Linked DNA regions of Gasterosteus aculeatus: region 1 is linked to region 2. A link is a contact called in public Hi-C data. All regions are on one chromosome and are shown on one strand. Each heading gives the region's core, a stretch centred on a gene start, on an enhancer-like site or on the middle of the called end of the contact. The rest is flanking DNA. Distances are from core to core; before and after follow the strand shown. Region 1 holds the start of dhcr7 (7-dehydrocholesterol reductase). Region 2 overlaps LOC120831033 (protein MTSS 2).

Region 1 (2,700 bases), core at 91-2,590, 44 kb after region 2:
ATATTAGAACAATACAAAAGAATAACAAAACCATATTTAGATCACAAACAGTAAACAGTACTTTTGGTTTTTGATTTGATGAGATACATCAAACCTGTAAACACGCTGTAATATATTATGTATTTCAAACTGTCCTTAAAAAGTAAAAACATGAACTCATGAACATTCAGAGACGGCTGTAATCACACATCAAGAGCAAGTAATGTGCAGTGTCTGATTTTGCACACCGTCCCACATCTGAGCTCTGTGGATAGTTAGGAGGTTAGAACAGAGGTGGTGATTCAGCATCGTAAAGCAGTTTATAGCTTTTATCCACTCAACGTGAACAGTGTTATCTTTCCCCTCCTAAGTTGCCTGTCCGGGTCACAGCTGAGTACTGCCCTCTGGTGCACATTTGCCGAACATGCACTGGCGAAGACAGGGTCATTTCAATTTCAAGTGCAGCAGATTTTATCTATCATGTCTCGGTATCATTGGGCAGATTTATTTTTTTGGGAAGAACATAAAAGGATATCTTAAGTAAATGATCAAGAAAGGACACTATGCCATTGTGTCAAGCTGAGACAATCATGTTATAGTTTATTGTAATTAGAAATATAATCTTAATGTAGTTCAGGTTACACAAGAGATATGTATTGTCCTGCACCAGAACTATTGGCATTGCAAACTGAAAAGTTCCACATTTTTGGCCCATATTGAACATTTTGTTGGGCTCTGTTAACGGTTAGTTTATGTTCCGTCTCTGTATTGATGATGTTGAATCCTCCTAGTTTTGGTGAGCCTTGATTTTGACATGAACATTTCTGAAATTATATCTTGAATCAACTGAAATTCTATAAAATTGTCAACATATTGTGAGACATTGTAAAAGTACACACATACATACATATGTATTGAACATATGACTGCAAAAAATATGTGACAATTTATATTCCACGTTACTTTTAAAAGTTTTGCCATTGAAGATATCATGAAACTATTCAAAATTTTTGTTCAAACATTTGTTCAAAATACAAATGTTGCTAAAATATTTGGTTGGGTGTGTCCATTGCAGTCCTTTTTGAAGCATTGTAATTAATTCACTCTTGTCTATTTAATGCATTAAAGTGATAACTTTACTAACATACATTTCTTGCATGTATCATTATCATAATTACATTATAACAATCTATTACAAATCTCGGATGCACAAGGGCATGACAATAAAGACAACTATTCTCTAACCATTCACCCACTGGCCAATGCATGAGGCGCTGGTGTCTCCAGTTAGTAACGCCCAATCAGAGGCCAGTTCACCTCCCTGGGGCCCGCCTTTGCACGATCCCCATTGGCTGAATTCCAATGTGCAGTGGTGTTATGGGCGGAGTCTGAAGCTCAGCAGTTTCCAGCGGTCAACGTCACTTGATAACGAGCACCTGGGCCGCGGAGAACGAGCAGACCAGCAGCCTGCGTCCTTCGGTCGGTCCGGTATCAACGGGTGAGTGAGCTCCGGTACATTCATTGTTACAGTGCAGGATAACGTGTGTTTACGGTACTTCAGACGTATTGCTATGTAGGTAACACGGTCCAAGTACAAAGGAAATGGCGCGTGTAACGTTTCGAAACTTAACATTAACGTCGTGGCCGAGAAACCGAGTGTGCAACAGGCAACAAGTGCTCAAATTCATCTTATCCAATCCAGAAAAAAGACAGGACGGGGCTTTATACGTTATGTAACGGTGCCCCCCCCCCCCCTCCTACACACATACACACACACACACACACACACACACACACACACACACACACACTGCCCCCTTGTTATATTATGTGTAGCTGGAACTAGTCTGAGCCCCATTAATTAACTACATGTCGGGTTCAGATAGCAGCCATCACCACATTGTTCGTATAGCGCGCGCGCGTGTGTGTGTGTGTTTGTGTGTGTGTGTCAATATCTGGCTTGTGGAACTGCATATAACACATTCACTTCAAAAAGCTGCACACAAAACGACACAGAATCTCTGACAAAGAAAAGAAAAGTAACTTTGATGATGTTCTGCATGGAAGTGTGTCCTTTGATTGTGTACGTGATGAATGACGCCAACCAACCGTGTACAAAGTACAGCAGGCCGCTGCGTAACCAATCTAATCCCGATGGCTTGACCCTTCGTCAGAGATAAGCGGAGCGGTGGCCATGGAGGCCTCGAGGAGACGGACCCGCAACGGCGCCAACGGGAAGACATCTGAGCAGCAGCCGGCACAGTGGGGGAGAGCATGGTGAGTCTGCGGTTTCACCGCTTGGTAGACGCAAAGTCAAGCTTTCCTTCAAACCTCCACGCTGACGCAGGACTCGTGGGCAACATTTTGGAACCACTTGTTCAGGGGTAGACATTTGGTCCTTGGATTCTGGCGAAATTACTGACCAAATTACTGCGACCAAAACTAAAATCTCAGGTCGCACCGGTGCACCTGTCCTCGCATCCGCTGCCTCGCCGAACAAAGCGCTTGTTCTGCTTTGACGGAACTCACCCGTGGTGGATCGTATCGTGGTCTAAACCAATCAGAGACAGAGATGCGGCGGGTCTTGGCCTCTGATGGTCCAGATATTCCTGTAGGCCTACGCTGCTCCTGTGTCATTGAAATTGCGACCTGAACACCAGCGAACCAGTTACGTCAGAGCTGAGACGAGGAACAATGACAAGAAATATCCTAACCCATAAA
Region 2 (2,700 bases), core at 84-2,583:
GTCTGTAGATAAGTATGAGCGACACAAAACGAGGCTGAATTAATCTGGTAGCGTCTGGAGGCCAAAGGGCCACATCATGGGCTCTTAGGCCGCCTGCTTTATGCTTGTAGTCAGAGTATTACAGACAAATTGCGTATGAGCGGGCTGATGGTTTCCCTTTTTTAGTCGGCTTTAGCTTAAACAACCTGCTGCTGGTCGAGTGCACAACCCCGTCGCACACTGCAGCCTCTCATCTCAAATGGCTGATCAGACTGTAAACAGAGGGAGGATGTTCGTCCGCTATGCTGGTACCCCAGGGATGTATCTCGTGGTCCCCTAAGGCTCATCCATCATGGGACCATTAAGAGACGGGCTGTAAGGCTGAGGCCAAACAGGAAAACTGTGTTTTCTTGATAAAAAAGCACTCACACTATTCAGCTATTTAGGGTAAACCCAGCTGTACTGAACCAAACAAAGAGTCATTTATTCTTGTGTGTTTAAGGGTTCAACTAAAACAGCAGGGAACTTAAGATAACATAATTACCTGATTCTGGGATAACATCTAGCGTTAAAGGTGATTAAGTTGGTTCAGGATGTGCTTTATCATTATAATACCTAGTGTCTTTAGGGGCCCCTTGGTGGGTTTATCCCGTCGGTATTATTCCATACGTTATAAAACACTTCCCTGACATCTGATCACTGGGTATCACACACGTAGTAAAAAGCCATCGGCGCATGCGCTGAGCTCCACTACACATGCATGCGTGGTCACCTGCAGGAGAAGGGTGACCGTGTGAGTAAAACAGGAGCAGGAGGAGCTGCAGAGCAATAAGCTGATACTTACCCTGGATCTCTATTACAGGGGGGTCAAATACCACAGGGAGGGAGAAACCAGGGAGAAGGGGGGCACAGCGAAAAGGAAGCAAAATAAGAAAAGAGAGAGAGAGAGAGAGGGAGGGAGACATAGCAGAACTCGTTGTTAAGGTTAGTACAAGGAAGCCATCACAAGACAGCCACGTTGCCACAGGTTAGAGCAAAACAGCAACAACAAATCCAACGAAAACACCACCATGCATCAGCGCAGGGGGGTCGACCACACACTGGCAAACGTAGGCGACACTTTCACTTTTACCAAGTATGTAACATTAATAACATTTCATTAATAATTACAGTACATAATTGGCACTCAGAGTTGCAGTCGGTCTGTAACATCAATCAAATATGTATATATTTTTTGAGGAATTTACAGAAGTCTTGCATTTATGCATCCATCTGCCCGGCAACTGAGCGGACGCTGCTCTGCAGAGAGGGCGCTAATTATTGGTGAGTGAAGCGTTTCAGGACAAATGAAAAAGAGAGCTGCAAAAGCCTTGAGCTCCACACGATGGTGCTGTAAGCCTACTAAGCTCTTTGGCCCTGGCCTGTTTAAAGCCTTTGGTTTTTTACCTCAGGGAATGTCTCACATATCTGTGTCTGTTTGTGTGTGGGTGTGTGTAGGCACCAAATAAAATCACCCTTTTCTGATGATCACCATTCCAAACCAGATATAGATCACAAATCAACATCTGGGCTAATTGTAGCCCAACGAGCACAGTTGTTGCTGTTCACACGTATTTACCAGCAGCGGTGATCAGAATGAAGTACACAGAAACACAACTGGTACCATTAGAATTGACTTTGTCTTTGACCTCTGCAATGTGACGTTTTTGTGACCGAGCCCGGCTGCTGGCGGTTACCTTTACGAGCCTTCTTCTGTAGTTTCATGGTGTCGGATGACTTTTTCTTGATCTCGTGGCGTGACCTCTTGTATTCTGGCAACGGGAAGAGCAGCGCGGCTTTAGTTACAGGAATGTAAAGCTCTCTTTTTGACATTTCTAATAATCATGAATAGAAATGCTCAAGCTACCAAGAGCTCACTGACAGTTCCAGCGCTGATAGGGGAAGAATAATGAAACCTACTGATAACAGTCAGCTGTGAACAATATCTGTGTGTCAGTGAGGCATAATAGATCTGAGACAAGCATGACATGTCATAAACTGTACAAAATCACCTTTAAGTGTTGAATAGATGCACTTATCTTATCAACTGGTGTCATCAACCTAATCTAATTTGCACATGTGATGGGGAACTGCCCTATCAATGAGTTATCTTCAGGCTCTCAATGATCATCGTTCGTTGGTTTGTTTGTCTGCAGCATTATTGAAAAATCGCTGGCTTTTCCTTGAACTTGGTGGGGGAGGAGTTAGACGTTCACTTATCTCGAGCGTATTATTATTATTTTGTATTTGTTTGTCTCATGCAACAAAATGTGACCATGTAATGGTCATTGTTGAAACAATACCTGTAGTATTAGAAGGCTCTGCCTCTCAGCTGGATTTTTCTGTCCAAAATATCATTGTGTCAGTGACATGCGATGCGTTTTTGGTTATCACTTTCTTAGAATTAAGCTACGCGGTTGTTCCAGGTCAATTAACACAGTTAAAGGTTTAAACTAAACTAGATGTTTGGAGCTACAGCGTCTTGTTAAGTTGGTACTATTTTTGAGAAACTTCAGCTGGGATGATGTGTGGTTAGAACTTCCCAATTATCACCATAGGCTGAGTGTGCATGTACCTTTGGCATGGTCCTTATCCAGCTGGTTAGCCGTCTTCTTCCAGTCCTCAATCTTGTCCTGGAGAGGATTGATCAGACTCTCCATCAAAGCACTGCGGGAGAGATTT

Evidence for each region. A called contact is a pair of places that touch in the nucleus more often than the background predicts.
Region 1: a contact with region 2 is called in a Hi-C map of whole body, with 6 times the contacts expected there. The contact joins the promoter of dhcr7 here to the enhancer-like site in region 2. A contact is called at or near these places in 5 of 6 Hi-C or Micro-C datasets (liver, skeletal muscle, tail fin and 1 more).

What each region holds. Positions count from the first base shown.
Region 1 is chr12:3,346,181-3,348,880 of fGasAcu3.hap1.1, forward strand. It overlaps dhcr7 (7-dehydrocholesterol reductase), which reads left to right and starts at 1,341. Exons shown (of 8, transcript XM_040164619.2): 1 at 1,341-1,477; 2 at 2,154-2,256. The coding sequence starts at 2,174.
Region 2 is chr12:3,301,893-3,304,592 of fGasAcu3.hap1.1, forward strand. It overlaps LOC120831033 (protein MTSS 2), which reads right to left. Exons shown (of 14, transcript XM_078085240.1): 5 at 2,594-2,685; 6 at 1,716-1,790. Among protein-coding and RNA genes, the nearest start is that of LOC120831033, 37 kb to the right of the region's middle. Within about 2 kb of position 1,334, at least 6 of the 9 cell types and tissues checked have open chromatin away from gene starts, as enhancers often do.